Regions from separate parts of the Mus musculus genome. Here all the other regions are linked to region 3. Evidence: chromatin contacts called from public HiCAR-type and Micro-C data. All regions are on one chromosome and are shown on one strand. The core of a region is the stretch at or near the end of the contact, and the rest is flanking DNA. Distances in the headings are between cores, read along the strand shown. Region 1 overlaps Elp4 (elongator acetyltransferase complex subunit 4). Region 2 holds the start of Dcdc5 (doublecortin domain containing 5). Region 3 holds the start of Elp4 (elongator acetyltransferase complex subunit 4).

Evidence for each region. Hi-C and Micro-C count contacts between places; a contact is called where the count stands out from the background. HiCAR-type assays count read pairs that join an accessible place to other places.
Region 1: a contact with region 3 is called in a HiCAR-type map of astrocytes, with 5 times the contacts expected there. The contact joins the enhancer-like site here to the promoter of Elp4 in region 3. A contact is called at or near these places in 7 of 39 promoter capture datasets (the 3T3-L1 cell line, 3T3-L1-derived adipocytes, the HPC-7 cell line and 3 more), 1 of 115 datasets of contacts at active chromatin or transcription factors (astrocytes) and 3 of 9 other capture datasets (adipose tissue, liver and pancreatic islet).
Region 2: a contact with region 3 is called in a Micro-C map of embryonic stem cells, with 2.0 times the contacts expected there. The contact joins the promoter of Dcdc5 here to the promoter of Elp4 in region 3. A contact is called at or near these places in 1 of 39 promoter capture datasets (hippocampal neurons), 1 of 15 datasets of contacts at CTCF or cohesin (pro-B cells), 20 of 484 Hi-C or Micro-C datasets (the G1E-ER4 cell line, the HL-1 cell line, the HPC-7 cell line and 14 more), 1 of 115 datasets of contacts at active chromatin or transcription factors (astrocytes) and 2 of 9 other capture datasets (embryonic tail and pancreatic islet).

The regions. Positions count from the first base shown.
Region 1 is chr2:105,712,290-105,717,050 of GRCm38.p6, forward strand. The region is part of intron 9 of Elp4 (elongator acetyltransferase complex subunit 4); the gene reads right to left. Among named protein-coding and RNA genes, the nearest start is that of Pax6, 39 kb to the left of the region's middle. Within about 2 kb of position 3,277, at least 27 of the 459 cell types and tissues checked have an H3K27ac peak or open chromatin away from gene starts, as enhancers often do. A contact at or near this core is called in astrocytes, where this site is marked.
Region 2 is chr2:106,078,321-106,083,125 of GRCm38.p6, forward strand. It overlaps Dcdc5 (doublecortin domain containing 5), which reads left to right and starts at 2,679. Exons shown (of 24, transcript NM_177844.2): 1 at 2,679-2,920.
Region 3 is chr2:105,901,795-105,906,269 of GRCm38.p6, forward strand. It overlaps Elp4 (elongator acetyltransferase complex subunit 4), which reads right to left and starts at 2,770. Exons shown (of 10, transcript NM_023876.4): 1 at 2,475-2,770. The coding sequence starts at 2,694. It overlaps Immp1l (IMP1 inner mitochondrial membrane peptidase-like (S. cerevisiae)), which reads left to right and starts at 2,844. Exons shown (of 7, transcript NM_028260.2): 1 at 2,844-2,936.

The DNA.
Region 1 (4,761 bases), core at 2,027-4,526, 190 kb before region 3:
AAGGTAGTCACATATAAAATAAAAGAGATCATAGAAAACAAGATTGAAGTCATAGAGCAGGTACTTGGTATTCACTCAAAACTGTCTTCTGATGTTCCCTCCTCATAGCAGGGGCTGGACGGAAGTGGATGAGGTTCCTCCAACTCTATGTATCTGTGTACTAGGTTTGAATGTGGAAGAGAAGCAGGAGCAGTTTTCTTGCTGTGTTAACTACTGCAATTGGCAGGCACTGACGCAGAGATGATTGTTCTGGCATCAGCATTCAGTGAATAGACATTGGCTTCCTAAACATCAAGAAGTCTTTGAAGAAGTGGAGTTTGGACCAATGTTTAAGTGTCCAGCTAGCTGCTTCCTGAGGGTCAAGAAGCAGTTGCAGTGGAAAGTGGGGCTTTCCCAAGGTGGATAGCTGGGTATCCAGTCAGTAGCTTCAGTGGTATCTCCCAGATTCTACCCTCACATCCTCCTGGAGTCTATTTTGGTGGCAATGCCCCCAATGTTCTGTCATAGATTTTCTTTCTGCATAAAATGTGGTGGTGTCTGTTTCTTGCAGAGAAACCCTAGAGCTACATGCAGACAAGCACTTTGGTTGGGATAATTTATACAAGGAACTTAGGGGAAGCAAATGGCCTGGGAACCTTCTATGGCAGTAGGTTCCTAATGCTGCAACTCTTTGGTACAGTTCCTCATGTTGTGGTGACCCCACAACCTTAAACTTACTTTTGTTGCTGCTTCATAACCGTAACTTTGCTATGGTTATGAAAGTAAATACCTATGTTTTTCTGGTGGACTCAGGCAACCTCTATGGAAGGGTAGTTCTACCCCAAAGGGGTCATGACACAGAGGTGGAAAAACATTGCTCTAAGGCCTTGAGAGAATTGTATTGTCAAAGAAACCACAAACCTGGTCAGAAGCCTAGAGTTCAACCTCCAAAGCCCCACTGGTCCTCAAACTTCAAAGGGCATATCTTTCAACAGCAACTTCATGTAACCATATTTGATAATGGCCACAGGAGTGACTTCTTAAAGGGAAAGGGAATAATAGATGAGAAAGAACCCTTCCCTCTATCTCTCTGTTCTTTTCAGGGTCTTATGTATCCCAGGTGAGGTCTAAGCTTGGTATGTAGCAGAGGATGACCTTGAACTTGTGGTCCTCCTGCTTTTCTCTCCTGAACATTGGTATTACAGTATTTCCCACCATAACCACTTCAAAAAAACAAAAAACATAAAACAAAAACCCCCCAAAACCCCAACTAGATTCTGAAGGATTGAACCCAGAGCTTTTACACACTAAGGCTTTGTACTAGCCTAGCAATATCCTAAGACTCAAGGAATATTTTTCTACAAACTGCCAAAGAATAGAATTTTTGAATTTTTTTAGCTGGAGGGATTGTTTACCTATCCCCGATAAGGGAATAGGATATTCATGGAAGAATATGAGCATGATCTTGGGTTCCAAAGGACTGTTATATTTGCTAGAGACTGATAATTGCCTGCCAACATCTATTCTCCCTTTTCCTTTAGTACAGAGATCTTGAATACCAGGTCATTAGGACTAACAGCTTCATTTTCCAGGCTTCCCTTGCAGCTAGTTTATGGACCATGTAACCAAATTCAAGACAATGAGAGAGCAGGAGTGATGTCACAACCTTAAAACACTGTAAAGAACTGAACTCTGACAGTCTGACTTCAGTATCCATACTTTTATTCTCTATGTGTCAGACTATCTAAACATTAGAGACATCGAGCAAAATAGGCATAATCTCTGTTTTCATGGAACTCACCCCAGAAGTCTAGGGGAGGTGTATAGTTCTACAGTCAAAGAATGAAAGCATAAAAGAACAGGAAATGTGGGGCATGTGGACATAGAGGGGTGTTCGAAAGGAAATGAAGCATTATGACACGGTCCTGGCTGCAGGTACCACTTTAATTGGTTAAGACCTTCCTCAAGAGCACATTTGTGCTAAGATCTTAATTTCGAGAAGGGGGTTAAGACCCAGGTGATGAGAATAAAGTTGAAAAGTTGTGAGGCAGGATTAAGCTTGGCATGTTTGAAGGGGACAAAGATCCCAGCTTTTCTGTAGTGTTAGACAAGTGAGCAAATGGTTATTTAGCGTGGCTTGCGGGAGGTGGCAGACCTGGTAGGGCTTGTAAATGATGAGAATTGATTTGGGTTTAATTCTAAAGGGCAAGGGCTATTACAGAAGTGATAGAAACATTTTTCTATGGCTATTGATTATTTTCTTACTAAGTCATATGTAGAAATTTTCAATAATGGAAAACAACAGTTACTGTTTTAAGCATTTGTATTTTATGAAAGACGTTTTTAGAAAATGTAGGAAGGTTTTGTTTTGATTCAGAAGAAACACTCCAGCAACTTTCCAGGGAAAGTGATGCAAGTGTCTTTCCCTGCCCCCACCCCTTCCTCAATTATCAGGCACTGGACACACAGGGCAGAGAGAGTGTACAGATTCCCAGGGTGTGCAGGGACACAGGGAGAAGAACTGCAGAGCCTGTGCCACTATCACAGGCAAAGGAAGAAAGCAGGGGATCATGATTGCCACTATGACAAGTATCCAAGGGTACTTTAACCAGGACGTCCCTTTTCTGGTTGAGATGAATGAGAAAAAAAAATTTAGGAGTAGTATTTTAGGGACTACCCATCAAGGTATCTTAAGGATAGTAAGATGGCTTAAGGGGAAAAACTTCTGAGTGCTAAACTTAAAGAATTATTTTAGAAATAACTCAATCTGTTAATCACACGAGAATACCTTTGCATCCCATTTCTTTCTTCCTATATAGCTTATGATATGGATGCTGCACCAGTGGTAGCAAAGGCAATTTGTCACTACAATTCAAAGTAGTGCTTGTTCCTTGTCATAATCTGAAACTGTACTCAGTGAACTGCTAATGCATAAAATAAGTGTTTGTATCCAGATCCATTCTGAAATATTAGGAGTTTTTAGGTGCAGCAGACCCATGATACAATTCAGGGGCTGGCAAAGGCAAGACTAACTGACCCTTAGCTATGGACTAGACTCCTAAGGTATGAAAAGGCAGAAACTAGACGTTTGCAATCAGATAGCTTTACAGATAGCTTAGGGAAGCATGTCACTGCGAGCCCACTAGCTAACTTCCAGAGCTGGCAACTCTGGAGGAGAACTCAGCCCAGAAATGTGGCAAGCATACATTTTTATACCCTGGACAGCATACCCAGGAACATGCGTTGGTCTCCTTTTGGCTGCAAGCAAATGACTCCCGAGAGCATAATGGCCAGAGTGTTTCTCTGTATAATGCCTGTAGTGTATGCCGAGCACCATTCTCCAAGGCCCCGAGATGGTGGATGAAGTGCTCAGTGGCAGTGGCGACGTAAAACACCCTGACAGCTCTAAATCTCCCAACTACTCTCCAGTTACTTTGAGATCCCCATATTTAAGGGTCTGCTGGTTCCTGGGTATGAAGAAAGAATTTTTAATGGGGCCAAATGTAGGTATTTACAAGGGGGAATTGTGGGTTTTTTTTTTTTTATTTTTTTATTAGGAGCTGCCTTATGTTCAAGAGTTGTATTTACTTTGTCAAGCTGGCCAGAATTAGAAAATCCCCATTGCTAGGCAGCCTAGAGTGCACATGAAGTATTTCTGGGCATTCAGAACTGAAGCATGTGCTGCCCAAAGGCAGGTTTCATTACAGTGTGTTATTTAGTTCTCTTTCGTCTCTCCCTACTCCCACACCCCGACACAGGAGCACTTCTGTAACAGGGAATCTTGGTTACTTTATGCTGTAACATATTTACATGATTGAAACTCAACAATCAACACATCTGTGAAGCCTGAGGGACAGGCACACTTTAATGGTTTCTTGAAGCAAGCTGATTTCCTGGAGCTCTTAATCTTTATTCTGTCCTGCATGCATGAACAAGCTCTCTTCTACTGTAGGTATTTGACACAGTCTACCTGGTATGAATGTGAATGAAAAGAAAATAACAGAAAATTAATTTTATGTTTTATCTTTGCCAAACCATTCCTGATTTTTTCACCAGTTCAATGTGCATTGCAGACTGGGCTGTTATTTCTGTCACATTGTGTTAGATTTCATACAAATGTAGCTAGGTAGTAGTAGGTTTTTGGTTTGACAAGATGAAATGTGGCTTGCTGTATATTGATTGGACAAAAACAGGCCACAATGAACGGAGAGTATCTATTACAGCAAGGGTTTCCTTACTTTTCTTGGGCAGACAAGTCACACCCTTTCAGGTGGTGAGCACTTCAACTCAACTAACAGCCAGGTGATGCTAGGGGTGCTGTCTGATTCATGCTGTTGTATGCATTCTGAGTATTACACGTGTATTGCCATGGTCTCAGTAAAATTTAGAAAAGAACTGATATGAAGCCCTCTGAAGTGAGAACTTCCACTTCCTATTTGAGTTCAGAAAGCTTGCTAATCCTGGAAACCCCAACTGAACTTGTATAAATGGATCTGGTCTCACATCTGCCGTTTACATGAACTCCCTCCTATAGCCAGCCTTCCTTCTCTCTCAGTTTGGAGTGGAGATTGAGAACACACTGGGTGGGCAGAGAGAGTCAGCACCTTCTCCACATGCCTTGGGGCAGTGATGTGGCAGCTGAAGACTCAGCACTCTGACTAAGGGACACAGACACAGAGAGGGACACAGCTCCAAAGAGGAACTCTTTGCTGAGATGACTTCACATGTAAGAGCATGCAATGTGCAAGTCAGTCTCAGATTGAAAGGCTCTCCATAAATAAT
Region 2 (4,805 bases), core at 1,429-3,928, 180 kb after region 3:
AAATAAGATCTTTTATGAGCATTAAAATACATTAAAAAGTCAGCCATCCCTTGTTAAAATTTATGGTCTGTATTGAAGACTCAAGTGACTCTCAGCAAACCAATTATTCTTTTACATTTCAAAAACACATCTTAGGCTGCCTGCCTCATCCCTCCCCCAAGTAGCACACTGTCCTCCCTTGTGTTGAATACATTTTATTTTCAGCACAGCAGACAGACTGCTTCACGCTTCCTTCCCGAGTATTTAGACTATCATTTTCTTCTGTTTTCTGTACCTTCCTGCTTAGTGGAAACACTGTTTGTTCTTGGATTGTGCTTTGTCTCCCTTTTCAAGATCATCAAAGTTACTAGTTTGAAGCGTCCCCAAAGAAAGGGCCTTCTAATCCCTAGTTCAGAGGCTAACCTTTATTAGTGCTCTCCTGGTAATAATGAGGACCTGCTTCCAGCAGGGAGAGGCTGGAATACTGAACAGATTATTCAACAAGTTCAGAGCAGATTCTGAAGTTCCTTATACAACCTGCTTGTGAATACCGCTTTCTTTGCTTTACTGTTTCTGGTTTCCATAGTTTTCCTAATTATGTAAATCGTGTGGCACATGGGAGTAGTTTTCCACTCAATACCAGTTCTGGCACTTCAGTATACATTGAAGTCTCATTTCCCCCTCCCCCAAATTGTATATATATATATATATATATATATATTTAAATGTTATAAAGATTACAAAGTCTGAAAAGTCATTTTTCAGAAAAATCTAGTAAGTGAGCTTCTGAGGTTGGGCTGAACCTGAAAGTTTTTTTGTGTTTGATAGAGAGGAATAAGACTGATGAATTTCATGAAAATTTCTCAGGTTTAAAGTTGAGTTTAACTCCAGGGTGTAAATCTTCTATGATTACCACCTGCTTCCTAATTTATTTAACTTAATAATTTAACAACTATACTAACTACTATAAGTAGTGCTTTTCAGTATTTGAGAGTTGTGCTGGATTGAGTGGGCAAACAATTAAATCTGTATAAATCAAAACCAAATATGTAGTAACCTATGGATATTGTGTCAGCAAACTGAAAATGCTTATGATTCTAAACTGGGTTTAGTTGTACACAACTGTCATCAAAACTGACTTGTCTTACCCATTTTATTTTTGAAATATTATTATTAAATAAAATTATTATTATTTCTTCTATAGTATATACAATGTCATGTATATTATATTTTACATATATAATATGGTAGAAATATTATATAAATATAAAAATATATAAATATGTAAATATAAAAATATAAATATCTATTATACATATGAAAGTGTAAGACACCTATTTACTTAAAACATATAGAGAAAAGTAGTTTCTCTGTGTGTATAAAAGTGGGCTTGTTAGAATTTCAGGCGTTAGTTTCTCCAACTGGATGACAGAATTCTGCACAGATGTCGTCACATCACGCTTATGTTTTTGATTTTACTCATAGCAGTAGGAAATCTTAACCTCTTAATCTCCAACGTTTTTCTAAGCAGCGAACACACCAGACTTTAAGTTTGGCTTTGGTAGGGAGCTGGAGAACCAGGTGTCCTAAACTGCAAGTTTTCTTAGCTGAAAGTAAGATTTAGGAGAACACAGGTAGCAAAGGCCATTTGCATAGCTCAACCTCTCAGTAGCTCAGCTGTGCTTGATTGCAATTCCATTTCAGTGCTGGGCTTCTTTGCATAAAATATGCAACATATAACATAACCAAGGGCACAGACCTACGCCCTTAGCTTGTGATCTGCTTAATTCATTTTCCTTGCAGAAATATGTGTAAGAATAATATTGCTAGGATCTCTATCTATCTTGCATGTTTATCTTTGGGATCTACATACATTTAAGAAAAGACCATGTTAAATAAAAGTGATATGTATTCATTTTTTTTTCTGGGCCCCAAGATTTTGTTATTTATTTCTGGCTTTTCAGGGGAAAACTAAATTTCAGAAAACATTACCTAGCTGCCATGTCATTTGAGTATTTTACACTAGAAAGACTGTATCAGCTAAGCATGTGCAAAGTGTATAAACATATCTGTCAAGTCCACATGGATGTTACATGACAGGCCCACAAGTAAATATCCTTCCACAGCCCCTGCTGGGATAGCATTCCTGAATCCACCACTAGCTTAAATATTCTGGGGACTTGGGAACACAAAGGCATGAGAAAATCCTTGCTTAACATTCTCCTCTTTTCTATTTAAACAATCTTGTCACCCTGTGTCGTGGGTTGCTTTAACGAATACCAATGATGGGCCTGGGGTAGGAAGGCTTATTATAAAGGTGTGGATCATACTTTATAAATAATTTCCAGATGTGATATTTTGGGTACACGGACTCCTCTACAGGACGCAGGACACTGAAACATCATGGATCGTACAGTTTTTATCAGGACAATGCAAGTAGGTTTTCGGCAAGGCTGGTTCCAACTCATCTGTGATAAATGAGAAGATAAGGCAATCAGTGCACACCATGACACTCCATGCAGCTAGTTAGGCACACTTCAGAACTATTCAGGTGTGCTCACACAGCTTATGAGACTTGCATGGGGGGGGATGTCGCAATATAAATACATCCTTCCTGGTGGCCACTGGTAACGCAGGAATTGCCTCGCTAAGACTTAACCCAGGTCAGACATAAATAATAGATGTTAAGAGTTAGCTCTAGTCTCGAGGCTGCATTCCAGACAGCGTATCTCAGTTGGGTCAAAGGAATCCTTCCCCCTTTTCTCTCCAGTAGTTTCTCTGCTTGAAAAATGCCTGCAAAATTCCATCAGTCCTTTGAGGGGACCACTTTGGGTCTCTAAGGGAGAAGGTTTCAGACCCTTGGGGGCTAAGATGCACGGGCAAGGAGTTCTTGGGGCCTTGTATCAACGGTTAAAGTCTGCAAAAATATTATTACAAGCAGGTAAGCCATCCCTTTTTAAAAAGTACTGTATTATATATATTTTTTCAGATGTATTTGGTTCTATAGACGCAATGATTGGCATTGTGTCATAAAAGAACCGTGACATGTTTTGTGAGCTCAGCGCCTCTAAGGGAGCCAAAAATGCTCTGGAATCTCAAAGGCAGCAAGAAAGGGGCTGATTGTGTCTGTCTTTTGGTATGGAGTGTCATCTGCCTCATCTTTCCTCACTGCTCACTCTGCAGAGGAAAAGCAGATCCTTACATGGTTATTCCAGAGTCAGTAACACCAACGAAGGAAATGAATTCATCTGCACTCCTCTGAAGGCTGAGACTCCTCATTTTTCCTCTGGTGTAAACTCACCTCACTATTGTAGAAATGGGTCTAAAAGCAAATCAGATTCTACAGAAATGAATCGTGAACTAACTTCTCCTCAAGAGAACTTAATTCCATTATACTTATTTAACTTGTGTATTTCAGGATCCAGAGTATAGTTGAATTAATGTATTTGACTAAATTAAATTAGATTTTACCTTTTAATCTCTGTGCATTTATTCTATAGTTGTATGTTTATTTATACACACACACATGTATGTGTGAAGGTAAAGACATATGGTTTTGTAATTAGTTTTGGGACATTTGATTGACTTAAAAAAGGATTTATATTGTAACCAGAATGTTGCAGTTTGGATAATTACAAAAAAAAAAGGTTGTACCATTAAAAAAAAAATCTTCCAACATAACACTTAAGAGAAGCCAACCTTTGTGTTAAATAAGGGTGGGGTTTACATTGTAAACTTGGAGGTTCCATTTTAGAATTTGGCTCATTATCTCAGGCCACCGGCCGCTGATAAATGAATATTTTGAAAGCGTCTCACTATTCACTGCACACAGAAAACTGGAGGGAGCTGGGCTCCAGATGACAGGCTCGGTGTTCACACAGCACCTCCTGCTGTCCACTCGGAGAACTGCAACACACGATGGGCAGAAGAAAGTTCATCAAAGCTCTTGGAACTTCCAGGGACGTCTCAGACTTTATTTTTAGGGAAAGTGTACTTAGTTTCTTTTAATGAGATATAGTGATTCAGAGAGGATTAATAACTACTATAGACAATTTGATTAAAAATCCAGACTGTTCCAATGTTCTACTAGGCCAGCATATACAAAAACCAGTATAAGAAAATTTTTGTTCTTTTAATTGTTTAATATTTAAATATTAATGTTCAATATATAATGATTTTATAAAATAAATGATGCCTTTCTGAATTAAATTTATTTGTAGTTGTGTTTCACTAAGTGAAGGGTTTTAAGTTATTTTCAATGTTAAAAAATAGCATATGGCTTTTATTGTAATTTCAAGAAAAGCACTGTTTAAATAAAATCTGGAGATAAGCACTTTCTAAGTTTTATTAAAAGTGAGGGTTGGTGAGACAGAAGACATCCGGACAATAAGGGCCAACGCCTCTTATTTCTGCCACTCTAAACAAATGCTAAACTCAGGAGTTCAGTTCACTGTGGCAAAAATGCCTTGAGGATTGCTGCTTTAATTTAAAGAGGTCATTACTCAAAATGCTGTCAAGTATAATTTATTAAATCTTAGATGTAAATATGAGCAAAACTTTACATTTTTAGTTAGTTGCAGATTGTTCGTTTAACTACTCTATAAGCATTTCAATATTATGCTAAGTTTAAGAATCCTTAAACGTCTCGTTTCTCTGCTACTTTCTCTACCTCTATGCCTTACTGCATTGTAACAATGTTAAGCTTCATCATGCTATAGGTAAGCTGAAGTACAGGGATGAAAGCAAGGAGGAATGCCATAAGTTTGCAAAAAATTCTATTTTCTTTAGTCACGCATGTTTAATTATATGCACTTGGGTCCTCTTTC
Region 3 (4,475 bases), core at 1,520-4,019:
GAAACACAGGTGAAAAGGTGCCCTCAGTTCTTTTTGGCAGGTGTGAAAAGACTATAGTTAAATATTTAATCTTAAATTCAGTAAACTATCAAAACTCCCTGAAAATAGTTCTTGAAAATTAGCAATAGCCCTGGTGTAAGTTCTGAGATGATTAAATATGAAGCTAAACACGAGCTCTGGTGGTCTAGAGTTTGGGGACTATTCATAGCATTAAATTTCTGAATCAATTTTTGGAGCTCAAATGCCAAACTCCACTTTTCATACTTCACTATTTCCTGTTTAGGCTTTTTTCTTCTTCTTTCAATCAAGACCTTATTAAGAACTTACTGAGTGCCAGGCTCCGGTCTAGGCACATTTTACTATTTGTAATGAGGAAATGAAGGTACAATACTGAAAATGCAGTCCTTCTGCTTGAGGAGTTTGATTACTATCAACTGAATTAAGGCACCTACCTCTATTTAATTAAGAATATAGACATTTAAGAGGTAGAAAAGATAGGTCAGACTGTTAGGAAAGATCTGCTGTCACTAAATCTTGCAGATTAGTTTCTTTCTGGGTGAGAGTTCACTAAAACTAGCAAACTTTTCTAAGCTTTGGGTTCAAAACTAGGATAACTGAGGCCAAACAGGAAAAAAAGTGAAATACACATTTACCTACTATGCATTTTGCATCATGTTTCCAGTATCATACAACTGAGTGGGTTTGAAACAATTATGTCAAACTACTTTAAATTTATGTAGAAAACAATCAAGGTACATTTAGGACAAGAAATCATAGAATCAAGAAACCATGCTGTTCCTGATGCGCTCCCTGTCTTGTGACTTTCCTTTTTGCTAAACTTACTTGAAAAGCCTGGAGCAGAACCCAGAGAAAATGTCAAGTGAAGAACAAGAATAAGCAATGGTAAATGCAATATATTATACAAATGCACCAAGTTTAAAGGAAATATAATAAACACTATAAAAAAGGGTTACAAAATGTAAACACACGTTTCCATGAAGCAGCAGTCAGACAGAAATGCAGCCTGTCCTACTAACTTAACTAATCAATCCTTTCAACAAATCAGTTCTATGAAACAAGTATATTCTTCAGTAGGCTTTGCATTAAAGATTCCAGAGATGCTGGGCGGTGATGGCGCACGCCTTTAATCCCAGCACTTGGGAGGCAGAGGCAGGTGGATTTCTGAGTTCGAGGCCAGCCTGGTCTACAAAGTGAGTTCCAGGACAGCCAGGGCTACATAGAGAAACCCTGTCTCGACCCCCCCCCCCAAAAAAAAAAACCAAACCAAACCAAACAACCAACCAAACAAACAAAAAAAACCCAAAAAATTCCAGAGATGATAAGAACATATTTAAGAAACTCGGGTGGCAGGGGTCCATCCCATAATCAGCCACCAAAACCAGACACTATTGCATATGCCAGCAAGATTTTGCTGAAAGGACCCTAATATAGTTGTCTCCTCTGAGGTTATGCCAGTGCCTGGCAAATACAGAAGTGGATACTCACAGTCATCAATTGGATGGAACACAGGGCCCCCAATGGAGGAGCTAGAGAAAGTACCCAAGGAGCTGAAGGGGTCTGCAACCCTATAGGTGGAACAGCAATATGAACTAATCAGTACCCTGAGAGCTCGTGTCTCTAGCTGCATATGTAGCAGAAGATGGCCTAGTCGGCCATCACTGGAAAGAGAGGCCCATTGGACTTGCAAACTTTATATGCCCCAGTACAGGGGAATGCCAGGGCCATGAAGTGGGAGTGGGTGGGTAGGAGGGCAGGGCGGGGATAAGGGCATAGGGGACTTTTGGGATAGCATTTGAAATGTAAATGAAGAAAATATCTAATAAAAAAAATTAAAAAAAAAAAAAAGAAACTCGGGTGGGGTGTAGAACTATCTGAATACCAAGGACTGTCATTTCTTTGAGTCAACAGGCATCTTTAACATCCACTCTTTAGAACCATACCGCTCTACTATTTAAGATGAGTAGCCAGGCTGTGGGAAAGAGGGCAATACTTTCAACTTTTTCTAAAGGAACCCTTCTTTAAAACTCTAAAAAGTTTTGTGGGTTAGTCCCAGCTTTAAGCTACCCGGGGTTGGAAGGAAGGAGTCCTAAGACACCAGCAGAGGATCCTACAAGCCAATTCCTTTCCATATGTGTTTCTTTTTCAGTAGTAATCATTTTAGGGTAATGGCATGTAGGGAGTCCATGGTCATCTAGAAATGAGGTGCTGAACAGAGAAGAGTAAGGAGTCTGGGTCTTAAGGCGGGCTTAGTGCACACCTCTTGACATCTCCATGCAAGTTTCCTCCCAGTCTTCCTCTGTCAGGGCAGGTCATCCTAACCATGCTTATGAAGAAGAGAGGGAAAAAGGAAATGGGTGCGTGGGGCCGGGCCAAGCACAGGGGTGATGGGCTGCCCAGGAGTCCCTCCCCCAAGTTTCTCCTGGAACGCGCCCACATATTTATTCTGAACCGACCTAAGAGCTGGTCCAGGGCTGGGAGCCCGGTTGACACCAGCAGTTGTCCATTCCGCACCGACGGTCGCGTGCCAGCAATGGACAGCAGCCGAGGGCCCCCTCCGGGGCCCCCAGAGGCCTTGCCCTTCCTCTGGAAACTAGAGGTGCCGCCCTGACCCGCCTCGGACGCCACAGACCGGGAGCTGAGGGTACCCGCGCCGCAAGTGTCTGCCGCCGCCATCTTGAAGCTCCTACGATGACCCAATCGGAACTCTGGGAACTGGAGCGGGGGGCCTGTCAGAGCTAGCCCCAAAGTCCCGCCTACACGCCATTGGCAGCCAATAGAACTGAGATTTCCTTGCAGGTCAACCAATCGCAAGGCCTATTGCTGAAAAGTGCGGTGCGTAAAGCTGGAGGGGTGTACGCGGCCCTGGTCCGTCTGAGTCCTGGCCGAGGAACTTCTGTTGGTGTTTGGGGCCGCAGGTGGGTACCGTCCTTCGGCATTCTTGATTTGCGAGTGCCTACGTTCACGAGTTAAAAGGAAAGGAAAGAGAAGCGATTCGCCCCCAGGGCTTCTAAAGCCACTGCGAGTTGGCGCTCTCCCCTGCTGTTTAGCAGAGAGACGCCTCTTTTTGCCTCTCTCACCTCTTGGGTCTCTAAGGAAAGTTATTCCCCATCCCTACCACCCCCACCACTACCTCTCCTCGAAACCTTGATTTCCCGAATGGTTGAGCTGTCTGGACAGGAGTAACTGTGACTTCAGTGGCTGGTGAGCTCTTGGGCTTAAGGCAGTGAGAACCCAGGGTTAGGTGGGTTGGGTTAAGGTAGACTTTACTTAGAAACTTCCGTTTATGAACTTCGAGACCATTGGGCTTTCTTCCCCCACTCTCACAGACTATACCTTTCTGACAAGTCCCCGTGAGCAGCTTTTCTTAATTTTAATTAGTGTTTCTGGAAATCTCGGAGGGTCTTTCCTAAGCAGTGTGAATGGCAAGTGTTACTCTGACAACCTTGTTCACACATTTAATTGTCACTTCTCCAAAGCAGCTGCAAATAACGGAAACTACTTGAAGTTTCTCTCCCCTAAATCTGAGTGGAATTAGATGTATTTGTACCTTATTTTTCTAGTAATTTGAATCTGAATGGAGAGGGTTCCTACTACACTATGAGTTTTATTTGTGGTAGAAAAAAAACCATGTAATTCAGACCTGATTTTTTTTTTCATATGTGAACTGGAGGAGGAATTGGTTAAGTGATTTCTAGAAGACATCCAAGATAAGCAATGTTTGAACGGAAAAAGAGACCTAAGTCAATACTTGTGTCACTTAATTACTGCTGACAGTGATGGGTGATACATGATATATGGATTGATTGATTGATTCATTCATTCATTCATTCATTTATTTTGAGACAGGATCTCTCTATGTAGCCCTGTTGGTATATAACTCACAGAAGTCTGCCTGCCTTTGCCTGAGACTTACAGGTGAATGCCACCACAACACCTTTACTTACGGTTTTTTCTTTCCATTCCCTCTTTCCCTTCCTCCTTCCCACCCTTTCTTTTTTCCTGCATCATATTTGGGCTTGGGCAGGAGACTATAATCCCAAACAGTTGGAAAAGGAGAATCAGATATTCAGAGTTAGCATCAGCAAAACAAATAATAATTAAAAAAACTTCAAACAAATATAAGAGAATCATATGGGGGGGCAACAAAGTTTGTGGTTTAGCAGCACATCAACCAGAGAGATTTGATAAAGGTTGCTTGTTTTCATTTCAGATATGTCACACTGGTGACAGTAGGTACAGCACATGCCTTTATATTTTTAAGGCACTCAGATAACTGCTAAGCACTTGCTTTCTGCTTAAACCCAGTCTTGTAATTTTTATACAATCTTATAATTTTATTAAAATGGTGGATTCCTTCTCTAATAGCAAATAAAGAATTCCTATCCTAGTTCCCAGTCTTTGTAGTTTAGATGTCAAACTCCTTTTAGGCAGATAATATACTTTGTTTCTTTTGA